2 separate regions of the Mus musculus genome follow, and region 2 is linked to region 1. A link is a contact called in public promoter capture Hi-C data. All regions are on one chromosome and are shown on one strand. Each heading gives the region's core, a stretch centred on a gene start, on an enhancer-like site or on the middle of the called end of the contact. The rest is flanking DNA. Distances are from core to core; before and after follow the strand shown. Region 1 holds the start of Tmem67 (transmembrane protein 67). Region 2 holds the start of Tmem64 (transmembrane protein 64).

Evidence for each region. Capture Hi-C pulls out chosen DNA fragments and counts their contacts.
Region 2: a contact with region 1 is called in a promoter capture Hi-C map of liver, with 3 times the contacts expected there. The contact joins the promoter of Tmem64 here to the promoter of Tmem67 in region 1. A contact is called at or near these places in 2 of 484 Hi-C or Micro-C datasets (B cells and CD4 T cells) and 1 of 9 other capture datasets (liver).

Annotation. Positions count from the first base shown.
Region 1 is chr4:12,083,054-12,090,444 of GRCm38.p6, forward strand. Tmem67 (transmembrane protein 67) reads right to left here and starts at 4,904. Exons shown (of 28, transcript NM_177861.5): 1 at 4,662-4,904; 2 at 2,859-2,947. The coding sequence starts at 4,884. Rbm12b2 (RNA binding motif protein 12 B2) reads left to right here and starts at 6,317. Exons shown (of 4, transcript NM_198957.2): 1 at 6,317-6,470; 2 at 6,610-6,674.
Region 2 is chr4:15,259,771-15,267,070 of GRCm38.p6, forward strand. It overlaps Tmem64 (transmembrane protein 64), which reads left to right and starts at 6,050. Exons shown (of 3, transcript NM_181401.3): 1 at 6,050-6,979. The coding sequence starts at 6,182. It overlaps Gm51436 (a long non-coding RNA gene), which reads left to right and starts at 6,987. Exons shown (of 2, transcript XR_003955370.1): 1 at 6,987-7,300.

The DNA of each region.
Region 1 (7,391 bases), core at 3,654-6,153:
GGTGGATCTAGAGGAGGGGAGTCACACCCCAACTCCAGAGCCTGCTTTTAATTGAAGTTGGGCAGCACAAAACAACAGTCTAATATCATGCATACCTAAAACATGCCAGAATCCCTCCAATACTGAATCCAGTAAGCTGAGAATAAACAATCCTTAGAGATGGGAAAATTCTGAGCCCTGGCTATAGACAGAGGCTATTGCAGGAGGGACTTGAGAGACATATCAGTCAGCAAAGAGTATGTGTACACTGGCCTACTTCTTTGCTTCTCCCTGTCCTGGTAGGTCAGGCTCCTGGCTCCCACTTTGCAACAAACTTACAGATCCATTAATGGTAATGGACATTTACACTGTGTCTATTAGGGAGACCAGACAAAAACAAAGGGCTTGGAAATGAGAAAAGAGAAATAGGGAAAGGAGAATCTTATTTTTACTTCCTCTATCACTTTCAGTATTTGTAAAGGCCCTGAATAATATTAGGATCTGACTAAGGGATATTGAGGCCAAATTTGATTGCAAAAATGATCAATTTTAGGGGCCTTTAAGTCTGGTGTTAGGTGGACATGCTGAAAGTTTTCCAATAGGCATCCCAAGTGGGAATGACAGGGCATGGAAGACACTGTTCCCATGGATGAGAGGCAGGGGAGGAAAAATGTCACTGCAACTTTTAGTTGCAGGTGTCCCCAGCACTAAAGGAGGACGAGCCATTCACTGGGTTGTCACTGTACTCAGTGGGGATCAGGGCCTTAGCTGGCTAAGCGGGAAGAGAGACTCAAGGCCTGAGAACAGAGGTGCTTTCATAGAAGCCAGAAGGCAAGGACAAATCCAGCTCTAGAAGTGGGGTCCCATCCAAAGGGAAGGGTTAGAAAACAGTCACAAAAGCCATGAGGCCCTAGGGAAGCTGTGGGATTACAGGCAGCTCCAAAGGGAAGGTGGGAGAAGAGGGCAGAAGGGGGCACAATAGCAGGATGAAGGTGAAGGAGGCAGACATAGCCTTAAAGACTGTGGCTGTGAGGTACATTTGATTCCAAAACTACCAGAGGGGTGCTGGACACTCAAGGGTAACTTCCTCAGATCTGGGGAAATGTTTACACCAACCGAAGGGGAACTAAGTGGTAGGTAAGGAGCTGAGCCATTAGTGAGCTGGGAGGTGAGTCTGCTGTGGGTAGACTGGAGAAGAGGGCTGTGGTTCCAGTGAAGCTTCGACCTGCAAGGGGGCTATAGGCATGAGGAGGACTTATCCAGTCTCGGGACCAATGTAAGCATTACATTACATTACATTACATCACGGGAAAGGTATCCTGACAGTCTGGAACCAAGGACTACCACAGAGTCACACTGCACCATGCAACATATCTCACACAAGAGATTTATTGAGAGGGAAAAACCCAAGGAGGGCAGCTGCCTCTGCTTGAATGAGGAGCAGCAAAGAACTGAGCAGAAGACAGGGTTTAGATAACATTTCTTGGCAGCAGAACTTTCCAGGGTGAAAATTTCCAGGGTTGGGATTGATGGGATTTCAAGTACCGAGCTTGGGCTTTTTTTCTCTTTAGGGTGGGGTTGGGTCCAGTTGTTAGAGCAGTTAGTGTGTTCTGTGGATAGGACCTGGCGATTTGACGTCCTCAGGGGAGGGGCCTGGCCACTCACATGCTTATAGTTATAACTGAAGTCAGTAGAGACTAATGCTAAAACTGACACAAATTAGATTTTGTTGAAGAGACTGGACTTATTAATGATTTTATATTTGGCATGCTTCCATAACACTAAAAACCTACAATAGCTTTAATAAACTTTTAGACTTTAAGTAAACTTATCCCTGGAACAATATTCTACCCATAGCCCTTCATTACCAATCACTTAGCTACAACTAGTACTTCCAAAACATGAACTAAATATAAATATAACAATCAGATCTACAGGATGAATAGTTCAAAGGATGACCCCTAATGATAATAGATTCTTAGATTTAATTTTCTAATAGAATAAGAAACAACACTTCAATAGAACTGTTATACACTCCTAATTAGCTTAAATGATTAGAAAACATATTTCTACTAATTGGTAATTAGCCCATAAAATTTGCCCACTAGTCGAATTTCCCTGAACCATTATGTAATGAGGAAACTAAGCAAACTTCGAATGATTCCATTTCTATTGATGCAACCGGCAATGCATCGACTTGCTGTACCTAATGTAGCATGAGGATTGCTGAACCTCATGTAGCATTAGGAGGATCAAGCATCATTTAAGACGATCAGCACAGTACATCTAAGACAGCGAATGCCATCTACAGCAAAGACATTTTACCCCGAATGGCTCTACATAGGGAATACTCAGCTTCTCTTTATACCCTAGTTATTCTGTGAGGCAAACAGAAAGATTTTTTTTCACAGCTTTGTACTTGGGATATCTGACTCAACCACTTTCAGAACAAAATGAATTTGTCTTTTTTCCCCAAAGTTTTCTTCTTTGCTTTACTGATCTCTCAAAATGTATACTAATAAAATTACCTTAATAAGTTTAAAGTAGCGGGGCGTGGTGGCGCACGCCTTTAATCCCAGCACTTGGGAGGCAGAGGCAGGCGGATTTCTGAGTTCTAGGCCAGCCTGGTCTACAGAGTGAGTTCCAGTACAGCCAAGGCTACACAGAGAAACCCTGTCTCAAAAAACCAAAAAAAAACAAAAAAACAAAAAAACAAAAAAAAAAACAAAACAAAAAAAGCAAAACAAAAAAACAACAACAAAAAACCCAAAACAAAAAAAGTTTAAAGTATGTGAACAAATGGGAAATTATACTGAAGTCTGAGAGATAGACATTTATGACTTTTTCTCAAAAGTTATTTTAAAATAAATTATTCATACCATGTTTTCTGGACACTTTTTACAAATAATAGAAGGTCCTCCATTATTAGAGATCATATGATATCCTGGTAGACATACACAGGAAGTTCCTGAAAAGAAAAAGAAAAAAAAAAAAACAAAGCTGATATTGTCCTTAGCAAACAAAACTCCAAGACACAAACTTAACAGTTCTTAGGATTTTGAAGCTTGGAGTGGTGGTGTATACCTGTAACCTCAGTATTTAGGAGGAAGAGGCAGGAAGTTCAGGCAGTACTTCAAGGGTATCCCTGCTCACAGACAGTGCGAGGCCAGACTGGGCATTATATGAGAGACAACAGGTGTCTTTGTCTGTCTGTCTCTCTGTCTGTCTGTCTGTGCATGTATATGTGTCTATGGGTCTGTGCGTATACATGCAAACACTGAGTGGGTTAATGAATTCTATACTTCGGCTTCTTGTTTAGTAAAATGGAGAAAAAAACAGGACCTACCTAATAGGGTCAAAGTTTAGAAATATGTCTGGCATCATGTTGCTACTTTTTAAACTGCAATTATTATTGAACTATGAAAACTACTTACTTGCTCTAGGAATTACATTTCTGCATCACTAAACCATATGTATGTGTGTTTAGTGAGTTTTAATTTTGTCAATATCTTATTGGAAAATTGCTTTCATTCAAATACTCTTTCTCTAGAAAGAAAATAAATGTTGTTTGTAATTACAAGTAGACTCAGCTAGTTAAAGAAAGAATTCTCTAAGGACTAAGTAGAGCCAGCACCTGTAGGAGTCTATGTACAACACACACGTCTTCATTCATTGTCATGAAAGCAATACAATGCAGAACACGTTTGCTCTTCACACTCCATCTTCTGACACAGTGATCCGCACTGCCTTAAGTGAGACTCTACCAGGCCTAAAGCAGGAGAGTTAACCAGTCTGAGATTCACAGCATTTTAGACTTCAGTAAATAGGAAAAGACTCATTCTGAGTAGTTAAGGGAGAACTAGACCAATCGATGCAATTAAGTCTAAAAGGACAATGTGAGCAAACAGAAGTCATCAACAATAAAAGGGACAGGTCCTAAGGGAATATGTAACCACAGATGCAAAGCCACGCGCTGGGAATGCAGAGGTAGAAAGTGAGGGAAGCCAGGTGTCCTGGCCCACGCCTTTAATCCCAGCACTCAGGAGGCAGAGGCAGGCGGATTTCTGAGTTCGAGGCCAGCCTGGCCTACAAAGTGAGAGTTCCAGGACAGCCAGGGCTACACAGAGAAACCCTGTGTCGAAAAACAAAACAAAACAAAAAACAAAAAAGAAAGTGAGGAAGAGACAAGAGTTCTCTTAGTTTCCAGTATATGTCACACAGATGTCACAACATCTCGGTTTCAGTTTCCTTTGCTTACAAAATCTGATTATAGTCACAGTTGCAAACAGCTTTAAATATCTTGAATTTGGAAGTAGAATTAATGGTCACAAGAGTTTACTAATTCACATTTCTTCCCTTGCTTTCCTGTCAGGGTACCTCACTAGACGCCTCAGGTTATTTCTTTTCTATTTCTATTCTACTTTTCTTAGGCGGCTTTCAGGTGCCATCCTAAGGATTCCCTGCCAGAGACTGACTCCGGGGAATGAGTTCCTGGAGGAGGGTAGGGTGGTGGCGCCTGGGTGACTGATCTCATTGTGTCAGCCGTATCCTCCCAGGAAACCCTTTCTTAGGTTTGATAGCTGTGCATTTTCTGAAACATTCTCCAAATAAAATGTCTGGAGTGCTGGCTGTCAGGAGTGCTTTATTTTGGTCAGAGTCCATCCACCCCCAAACCGCCTCACCTAGTGCATCCCGCCGCTGGTTGGCGCCACAGGGGGCACAGGAGAGCGCCGAGATGTCAAAGTACTGGTTGAAGTCGCAGGTCTCAGGCCGCCGGAAAGGGAAGGAGAAGATTTGTGCCCATGAGACTTCGCAGAGAACTAAGAGAAGGTAGGCGGTGCCAGTCCGGGATGAAGAACGAGATCTGACCGCCATGGCCGCCACAGGCCTTGTACGCGTCACCATGGTACCCATATCCTGGGTCCGCAGTCTCCAGCTCCCCAGCAGCCTCCTCGGTGAGTCCGCTGAGCTGATTGGACAACAGGGTTCAGAAAAAAAAAAAAAAAAAAAAAAAAAAACTCAACCTTGCGACGCCTGGTTGCTAGGTTACCACGCACGCGGGAAACAATGGATCAGACATATGCTAAATAAATTAGGGGCGGTTATTTAAAATGTATTTAAAACTCTGGGACGCAGTCAATTTACCGTGTCAGGAAATACTACTACAGCAATGGAAAATATATGGTTTTAGCACTTAAAAGTGTTTCATGAAAGTGGCAATCACACCTACATGACAGTTTACCCAGGGGATTAATTTTGACAACAAAGGAGGTGCCCTATGTTTTTACTTTTTTTGTTTGTTTTGTTCTGATTTTCGAGACAGGGTTTCTCTGTATAGTCCTGGCTGTCCTGGAACTCACTTTGTAGGCCAGGCTAGCCACGAACTCAGAAATCCCGCCTGCCTCTGCCTCTACAGTGCTGGGATTAAAGGCGTGCACCACCATGCCCGGCTTTGTTTTTACATTATTTAAAAAACACTAAGGGTAGGGATTGTTTCAAGTCCTGAGTTTGAGTTTTAGCAAAGCAATACAAACAGAAACCCTCATTGATTTTATATATAATACCTTTATGACAAAAGTCTAGGAGAAACCTTGCCTACTGAATCTTGATTTCATACTTTCTCTGTATTGTGCATAAAGCACCCTACATATACACCTCATCTCACTTGGTTTGAGAACCAAATTTGGATATACATGAATATTGCCTATTAAAGTGCACAGCCTTGCAGACTGTTAGCGCAACAATGCCTAATAAAAGCCTCATTCTCCCTTTCTCCCCTGTCCCTGGTTCTCCTCCCTCTCCCAGAGGATAACTCTATTTCCCATCCCAATAAACCCCCGACTGGAGAACTGCCACATAGTGTGATTGTTGGGAATTGTCACATACACCTAACAGCACAGTAATAAAAGGTTGAAGGGATGCTTTCTGTAATACATACTTTAGGTAAGGCAGCCCGAAGGCCTGTTGTAAATACAGCTTGCTTTTATCTGCCTATGCAACTGCCCTGTTTTTCTCAGGTTTAACAGAAATCACAGGAGAGGATGGAAAACTCTGCAGCTTTCCACTTCCAAAGCGGTTCATTATGATGAAAAGAAAAAAAAGAAACCTTTTTGATTTGTATATTTTACAATTGCCTCACATCCCCGCCCCCCAGTGGAAGTTTTCAGGGGTGGGTCAGGGGCTCACAGATTGCCTAGAAATAGAGCATGCACAAAACCATACTACACTGCAGAGAACAGCCTTCCTCACTCACACCCGCCAATCACTGTAACCGAAGCAGTACGTCTGCGCACGCGCGTTCAGAGCGCCAAGGGGTGGCTGGTTGGGCCTGGATTGCGCATGAGCAGAGAGACGGTGCATCGGTTTGTCCGGACCGGAGGGGAGTGTGGTCTCCATTTTCTTCCGGCCGTGTTGGGCCTGGTAGGCCGTGCGGAGACTGCGGCGTCGAGGAGCGTCCCTTCTCCGTTTGTGTGGTGTGTGGTGACTGCCCGGTGCGAAGCACTTCTCAGGATGCCGGGCATGGGGCAAGGGAGGGGGTGAGAGCCGGAAGCACGGGCGTGCTGGGCGGGGGGCGAGCGCGGCTGGTGCGGTTAGGGCGGCGCTCGCTGACCCCCGACTTCCTCCTGTCAGCCTCCGTGTGGCGGCGAGTGAGCTTCCTGGGATCTTGACAGCGAAAATCTCGGAGCAGCGCCTAGGTATTTCTTTTCTTTGCCATGTCCACGTTGGTAGCGGCGCGGGAAAGGCCGGTTTTCTCGGGCTGGAGGTGCGCAGAGCGGCGCGGTGAGGTTGGGAGCCAGTCCCCTCGGGCGAGCTGGGGTGGTGCGTTTGCCCTCAGGACCGCGGAGCGCAAAGGAACGCGGGTTGGGCGGTCCTGGTTAATCTGAAAGCCGTCGGGCACCGAGTCTGGGGGCAGTATCAGATCCGACCTAGGATGTTGGCCTGGCGCTAAAAGAAGGAAACTCTGATCGTTGGCTCGGAGCGTGGACTAAGTCGAATCGCAGTCTCCGGAGGATTTCCCCATCGATGATGATGGATAACGGGGGAAGCGTGTGTCCTGTGGAATCGTCTTCACTTAACGGTTCCTGACCCGGAACTATGGCCCTATGTGGTCATGACGCCTTTTTATTTTAAACATCTACATCATAAAAGGCAGATCTTATCAGAGGATATTTGTGGACTGAGGTAGATTTTCTGCAAGGAAAATTCTTATTTAGGATTTTAATGGTTCTTGATACTGGGTAGTAAGAACGTTGGAGGCACATAGTAAAACTTGTCTCTCTTGCCAGGTCTGGAAAATGGCTATGTTCGTTAAAATCAGCTCTTAAGTCCAGCCTACTGATGTCCTCTGCATCATGATTAAAAGATGCACACATAAGATCATTTATTTAAGGTGATCTAAATGGAAGGATGGC
Region 2 (7,300 bases), core at 4,800-7,299, 3.2 Mb after region 1:
CCAGGACAGCCAGGGCTACACAGAGAAATACTGTCTCAAAAAAAAAAAAAAAAAAAAAAAGAAAGAAAGAAAGACAGACAGACAGACAGACAGAAAGAAAGATAAAGTAGAATACAAAATCAACCTATAGAGAGGTCTGTAACCTTTCCATGTATCAATAAGAACATTTTCTGGAGAAAAATATACAATTTGCTATAGCAAACAAAACAAAGCAAACTGAAAACCTTATGACTGTGATGGCTTTTAAGGTGAACCGTCAATCTGACAGAAAGTAGAGATGAGACCCTGATTATCTGTGAGGGGTTGTGGTAGTGCATTCATTAAGGGGAGAACATCTGCTCCCTGTGGGTGGCATCATATCCTGGCGGGAGTCTCTAGAGAAGCAGCCTGCCTTTGCAGCTCTCTGCTTTCCATTGGGAGCATCCTGTGACTAGGTGCTTCAAGCTCCCCATGAAGACTTCCCTGAGAGGAGTGCTGGGAGGCAGAATAAATCCTCCTCCCTTAGGTTGTTTTTATCAAGAGTATTTTACCATAATGGGAAGACAAACTGAGATACCTAACCAGGGATGGAAAGACCGCTATGAAAACTTCAAAACACTAAAGGAAGCAGTAAAGAAGACGGTAGAGATGGGATTCTCCTTGGTTGTGGTTTGGCGGAATTAATATTTTGAAAATGGCTATACTGAAAATGATCTACAGATTCAATGCTATTATCAAAGTTCAATGACATTCTTCATGAGAACCAGAGGGGGGAAAAATCTTAGTTCACAGGGAAGCACAAGAGACCACAAATAACCAAAGCTAGCCTCAACAAAAAGCACAGTGATAACGTTTTTGAGTCATGGAGGGGAAGGGAAAGAGGGGCGTACTGTTCCTCAGACCTCATCTGATTTTACTGACAGGCAGGGGACTTTAGACTTGCTGACAAGGATCTAATGGTCCGCAGAGACAAAATGTGTTTCCTAAAAGACATCTTTCCCAAGAAAGTAAATATATTGCTCTTAGTTCAGGCCAAACAATGCATTCATAGAGATACCTCAAGCAAGGTTATCAAGACCAGTATATAAGGCTAGGTTTACTAAGGGCTAACATGAGGTGTAATGATATGTTCCCAACACCTACTCCCTACAACTAAACGCTGCCTTACTAAGAACACGTCCTTAACCTTTAATCTTACTACAAATTACACTCTTAGAGGAATATTAGAAAGAAGTGTTGGGAGGAGTCTTCCTTAGCAAGCTCTAAAGATGTAATGTGAGAGAGAGTCAGCCAAATCCCATGTATACCCATTATAATAAAACCTACTTGTGACTTTCTTCTTAGAGAAGCTTACTTTATAGTTGTCCAATCGAGTGTGCTTACCATATCTTTCTTAAGAAACTTTCTATTCCCCCCCCCCCATCTTTTCCAAGAAAGGCTTTCTCTATATAGCCCTGGCTATACTGGAACTCCCTCTGTGGACCAGGCTGGCCTTGAACATAGTTCTGCCTGCCTCTGCCTCCTGAATGATAGGGTTAAATGCATGTGCCACCGCCCCTGGCTGAACCTTTCTAGTCTTAATAAATCCAACTGTTGCCTTGAAATTCAGTTCTTTATAGTATCTAGGTTTTGCATGGGTAAAACTGCATGGCCTGGTACACGCGAGCACGTGCGTGCGCGCATACACACACACACACACACATAGAGAGAGAGAGAGAGAGAGAGAGAGAGACAGAGAGACAGAGAGAGAGAGAGAGAGAGAGTTATATCCATCTAAGTTTTAATAAAGTGCCAAGAACATACATTGGAAAAAATGACAACCTATTCAATAAATGTTGCCAAGAAGGCTGACTGTGAAATTAGATCCATATTTCTTAACTTGCAGAAAAATCAGTTCAAATGGATCAAAGATCTCCACATGAGATCAGAAGCTCTGAAAGTGCTAGAGAAAAACATCTGAATACATAAGTACAGGCAAGAACTTTCTAGAAAGGACTAACAGCACAGGAAAACACTGTAAGAAAGGACAAATGGGGTTGTACACAATGTAAAATTTTCTACACAGAAAAGGAAAGTTACTTTGATGAATAAAACAATCCTACACAATAGAAAACGATATCATTGCCAACTGTATGCCACACAAGGGTTAATATCTGGAATATATAAAGAACTGAAAAAATTAAATACTCCCAAATCTTCTAATCAATAAACTAGTTGACGATTTGAATGGACAATTTTCTAAGAAAGAAGCAGAAGCTACTAATAAATACCTTTGCTATCCATGAAGTGCAAATTAAAACTGCTGAGAGTTTATGTCATTCCAGTCAGAATGGATACCAGCCAAAAACAAATATGGATGAGGCTGTGGGAATAGAGGAACCCTTATTCACTGCTGGGGGGTAAGCTACCACAGTGCTGCCAGCCAGTGTGGAGATCAGGATGAAGGTTTCTTAAAAAGAAATAAACAAAAAGCAACCAAGCATGTCCCAGAATTTTTCCTGTCCAATTACATTAGGGCAGCAGGAGGCCTGTGATTGGACAGGGAAAAGGAAGGCCGAGCTAAGAGTTGAAGAGCCAGAGAGCATCCCAGGGGAGAAAGAGAAAGATGGAGGCAGACGTGCACCATGGTGGCTTTAACCAGCCACAGGTAGTTATGATATCATAAGGTTAGAATAATTAGGATATAGCTTTTATCATTATCAATTGGTTCTGAAATTATTGTATTGGCTTCTTGTAAATTGAGAATTTATTGATACATAAATCTGATTGGTTAATTATAAGGTTCAAGAGTTTTGCTTTACTTGGTTACTGGTATGTGGGACTTCTGATGGCAGAGAGGGAACTAGAGGCTCCAGGGACAAGTGAGCCAGATGCTGGGGGTGGGGGGTGCGGCTGGAGAGAGTTGATGGTGGCAGGAGCTCCAGAAGCCTGTTGGCCCCTCTGGGGAGTTGGCGGGTTGAGAGAAGCAGGAGCTCAGAGAATTGACAGGTTCATTTTTTAATATTTCCTGAAACACAAGCAAACCAAAAACTTTATATTATAAATAAACAAAAAAACCTATTCCACTATACCATTCCTGGATGAATATACCCAAAGGACACTGTAATGTACTATGGAGGTACTTGCATATTCACGTTTATGGCTGCTAAGAAATGGAACCTTCCTATAAACATACTAAGGAAAAGAATAGATCCAGAAAATGTGTTACATATGTGATACATAAACATAAGCAATTTTTCTTCAGCTCCAATGAACTTATGACGTTGTAGAAATAAAGATGTAACACATCTTTTTTTTTTTTTTTTTTTGGTTTTTCGAGACAGGGTTTCTCTGTGTAACCCTGGCTGTCTTGGAACTCACTCTGTAGACCAGGCTGGCCTTGAACTCAGAGATCTGCCTGCCTCTGCCTCCCAAGTGCTGGGATTAAAGGCGTGCGGCACCACTGCCCTGCTGTAACACATCTTTTAAGTAAACTAAACCAGACTCAAAGACTTACTCTCACATATGTGAAACCATGTATGTGTGTGTGTGTGTGTGTGTGTGTGTGTGTGTGTGTGTGTGTGTTGAACTACAAAGTCAGAGGTCTGAAGGAAGCAGGGAAGAGTGAAAGAGATGGTTACAGAATATACAAATTGTTACATGAATGAAGAAGGGAATTAAGCGGGAAGGAGACTATTAAGAGTGGGTCAGGGGGAGAGGAAGACAATAGGAGAGTGGGGCAATAAGAACAAATTATGTATTAAAACTCCATAATGAACACATGACTTGGGAGGTTAACCTAAAATTCAAAGTCTGTCAGGTATTCTAGGAAGCTAGGTTATCCGGCCTCACCAGACAATAAAAATGGCAACTTCCACAGTGTCTTTAGTTGGGGAAGACAGACAGTGAAGGATAAAATACACAGGGAAATCTCAGGCAGGGCTTGTGCTAGGAGAAAAGTACCACAGCTCTTTGGCAGGCAGACTGGTCCTTCAGATGAGAGTCATCAGGGCTGTCATCTTTGAACAGAGGCCTGCAGAGCTTAATATGAGTAAGGAAAGGGAAACTAGACTTTCTAAGAGACAAGGGAAGACTATTCACCAGAGAGAGGTCAGCAGAGGTAGAGTGTGAACAACCTCAAGTAGGAGACTTGCGAATGCAAGAGAGAGCTAGGAGGCCAGTGTGCTAGTGTGGGAAGGGCAAGGGCAGTGAGGTAGGGATGGCAGCCAGGTGAGGTCATAAACACCTTTGTAGGCCAGGGGAGAGAGTTAATATTTTCCCATAAGGGTTTTAGGCTGATCATGCTGTGTAATGCAGCAAGGCAAGCCTCCTTTCCCATTGTAAAATGTAATCTTCATAATTCTACAAGAAATAAATTCTAGTGGCACAAGAGTGGAAACGTCCAGTTACAGTTTACACTGCAGTGGCCAGAGCACTGTGCCCAGTGGACACAGATGGTTATCTTGGATAGGCATGTGCTGCATAAATATGGGTGAACTGATCCAAGACTGGCCTGTGCAGAGCGCTGGCAGCCCAAGAGCTGGCTCAGAGCTAAGGGCTCCGCATCTGGATTTTAGTCTGCAATGTGAACTGGAAGCGAACACAAGGCTTCTGTACGGTATGGGAGTAAATGACAGAGCAGAAACGGAAATAGGAGTGCCTAGATGATGATGATGATCATCATCATAAAATATTAAGTAATATTTCGGCAGTCTTTCGGATTCTCTTCACAAGGTCCAAGTAGCATATTGATGCCTCAAGGTTTAATTTCTCAGACTTATTCTCATTCACACCAGTCAGAAGTGATGATATCACAGTGCCCTGATAATATAACTCTCACATGTCCGTGGTTTTTCTTCTCACTCATTTATATACTTCCATCAAGAAGTAACTGGGATTCTTACTCTTCACTCTGTGGAACACCAATAATTGACAATGGCAAAGAGAGAAAGGATTTTGGAAGGTTCCTAAAGCATCTAAAAGCTAGTCACAAGTCACTTGGCAGAATATATCGTGGAGACTGACCCAAACACGAGGCCTGGACATAGAAGTCAGCCTACTATGACCGAGTAGAGAATACAGGGAATATTTAGTACACCTACTACTATTCAGTCATCCATAACCATGGTCTTAACGGTTGCCTGTGTATCAATGTCAAAATTTCTAGGAGTGATAATTCATGTCAACGCCATATTCCTATTTTCAAACATCCACTGGAATGCCACTTTTGGGTGGATATCATGGACATCTCAACTCTGATGCATCAACTTCATTTGTACATAGTTGTAATATTTTCCTTAAGTCAATGGCTTTCTTCTATCTACTATCTCAGATAAGAACTCTAGCTAACATCTTTGATTCCTTACCTTGCTCTCCTAGCACTGGGTCAGTCATAAGTCTATACATAGCTCGTGAAAGGGCTGGTAACAGCAACCCTTTTTATAAAGGTCTTTTGAGGAATCTTTTCCACTCTACGCAGCACAGTGCTTGGCATTCAGGAAAGGACTAGGGTCTAGAAGGCACATTCTCTGAAGAGTGGCTCTTCACAACCAATTCCCTGGGCTCCTAAACAACCGAGTTATCTAGAAGCCACTGGGAGACTTTGCTCTCTGGGATGGTACAATTATCCTCCTACGAACAGATAAGAACTCCTCCCCTAAAGTCGCCAGACAGCTTTTGGGGGAGAGCGACACCCCACTGCTGGTTTGCAGGAAAGGTCAATCAGAAGCCAAAGAGAGGCACTTGGCAAGAGTCCCAGCAGCTGCGGCCAAGGGTCTTTGACACGCAGGCACGCGCGCGCCCGTGGAAGCTGAGAGCGCGCAGCCCCGGGTCCCCTTTCCGCTTCCCGTGGCCTCCCTCCGCCTCACTCTTCTGCCCCGGGCAGCCGAGGCCTCCGTTGCCTGAGAGACGCGGGTACCTCGCCACTCATCCGCAGCACCAGCCGGGCGTCACGGGGGCGTGACCGACCACCCAGCTATGTCTCCGCCCCCTCTGCGCGTGCCCCGCCCCTCGGGCCCAAGGGGGCGGGCTCTGCGGGCGCGGGGTCCAGACTCGACCGACTCCCGGCGGGACCGCGTCTCGACCGCCGCTGCCGCCCTTCTCCGGCCGTTCCCTCCCCGCGAGAGGACGCAGGGAGCCGAGGCCTGGCGTGCGGGGTGCCATGGAAGGCCGCAGGCGGGGGGACGCGGCGGGAGTGGAGACACTGGCCGGCTGAGGCCGAGGCATGCGGAACCCCGGTGGGAGCCTGCCCCACACGCTGCCCCGGGCCTTGCAGCACGCCGGTCGGACGGGAGTCGTGGAGCAGCCGGGCCGCTGGGCACCGGAGCGGACAGCGGGAGGGGACCGCTCGGAGGACCGCCTTCCCCGCGGGGGCGGGGCCAGCGCGGCGGCGGCTGCTGCTGCGGCGGCGGCCTCGGGCGCCCTGCTCGGCGCCTATCTGGAGCGCCACGGTCTGCCCGCGGCCTCGGACTTGCCGGCGCCGGCCGGGGCGTTGGCAGGCGGCCCCGGGAGCGGCGGCGGCGTGGTGGTCGGGGTGGCCGAGGTGAGAAACTGGCGCTGCTGCTGCCTCGGCAGCACCTGTTGGTGCCGGAGCCTCGTGCTGGTGTGCGTGCTGGCCGCCCTGTGCTTCGCTTCCCTGGCCCTGGTCCGCCGCTACCTGCAGCACCTCCTGCTCTGGGTGGAGAGCCTCGACTCGCTGCTCGGTGTCCTGCTCTTCGTCGTGGGCTTCATCGTGGTCTCCTTCCCCTGCGGTTGGGGCTACATCGTGCTTAATGTGGCGGCCGGCTACCTGTACGGCTTCGTGCTAGGCATGGGGCTCATGGTGGTGGGCGTCCTCATTGGCACCTTTATCGCTCATGTGGTCTGCAAGCGGCTACTCACCGCCTGGGTGGCTGCCAGGATCCAGAACAGCGACAAGCTGAGCGCCGTTATCCGCGTCGTGGAGGGAGGAAGCGGCCTGAAGGTGGTGGCGCTGGCCCGGCTGACTCCCATACCTTTTGGGCTTCAGAATGCAGTGTTTTCGGTAAGTGGGGTCCCCCTGGCCCCTCCTTCTCGTGCTCTCTCCAAATTTGTCTTTTAGAGGCCTTGTGACCACCCTAGGAGGCGCTCTGTATGACAGAAGAGTCATTGACATTTTTATGGCACCCTGAAAAAAATTACACTACAAATTCATATAACACAGCCCCTTGGAAGACCTGATAAAGAACTATCCCCCCCCCCCCCCCCCGTGCGTGTGTTTGTGTATGAGTTTGATAAAAAAAAAGTACTTTGGTAGCTCTTGAGCCATAAAGCTTTGTGACTTGACTTCCCCAGCTTTCTCTCTGCCCTGCATAAATGCAGCAGG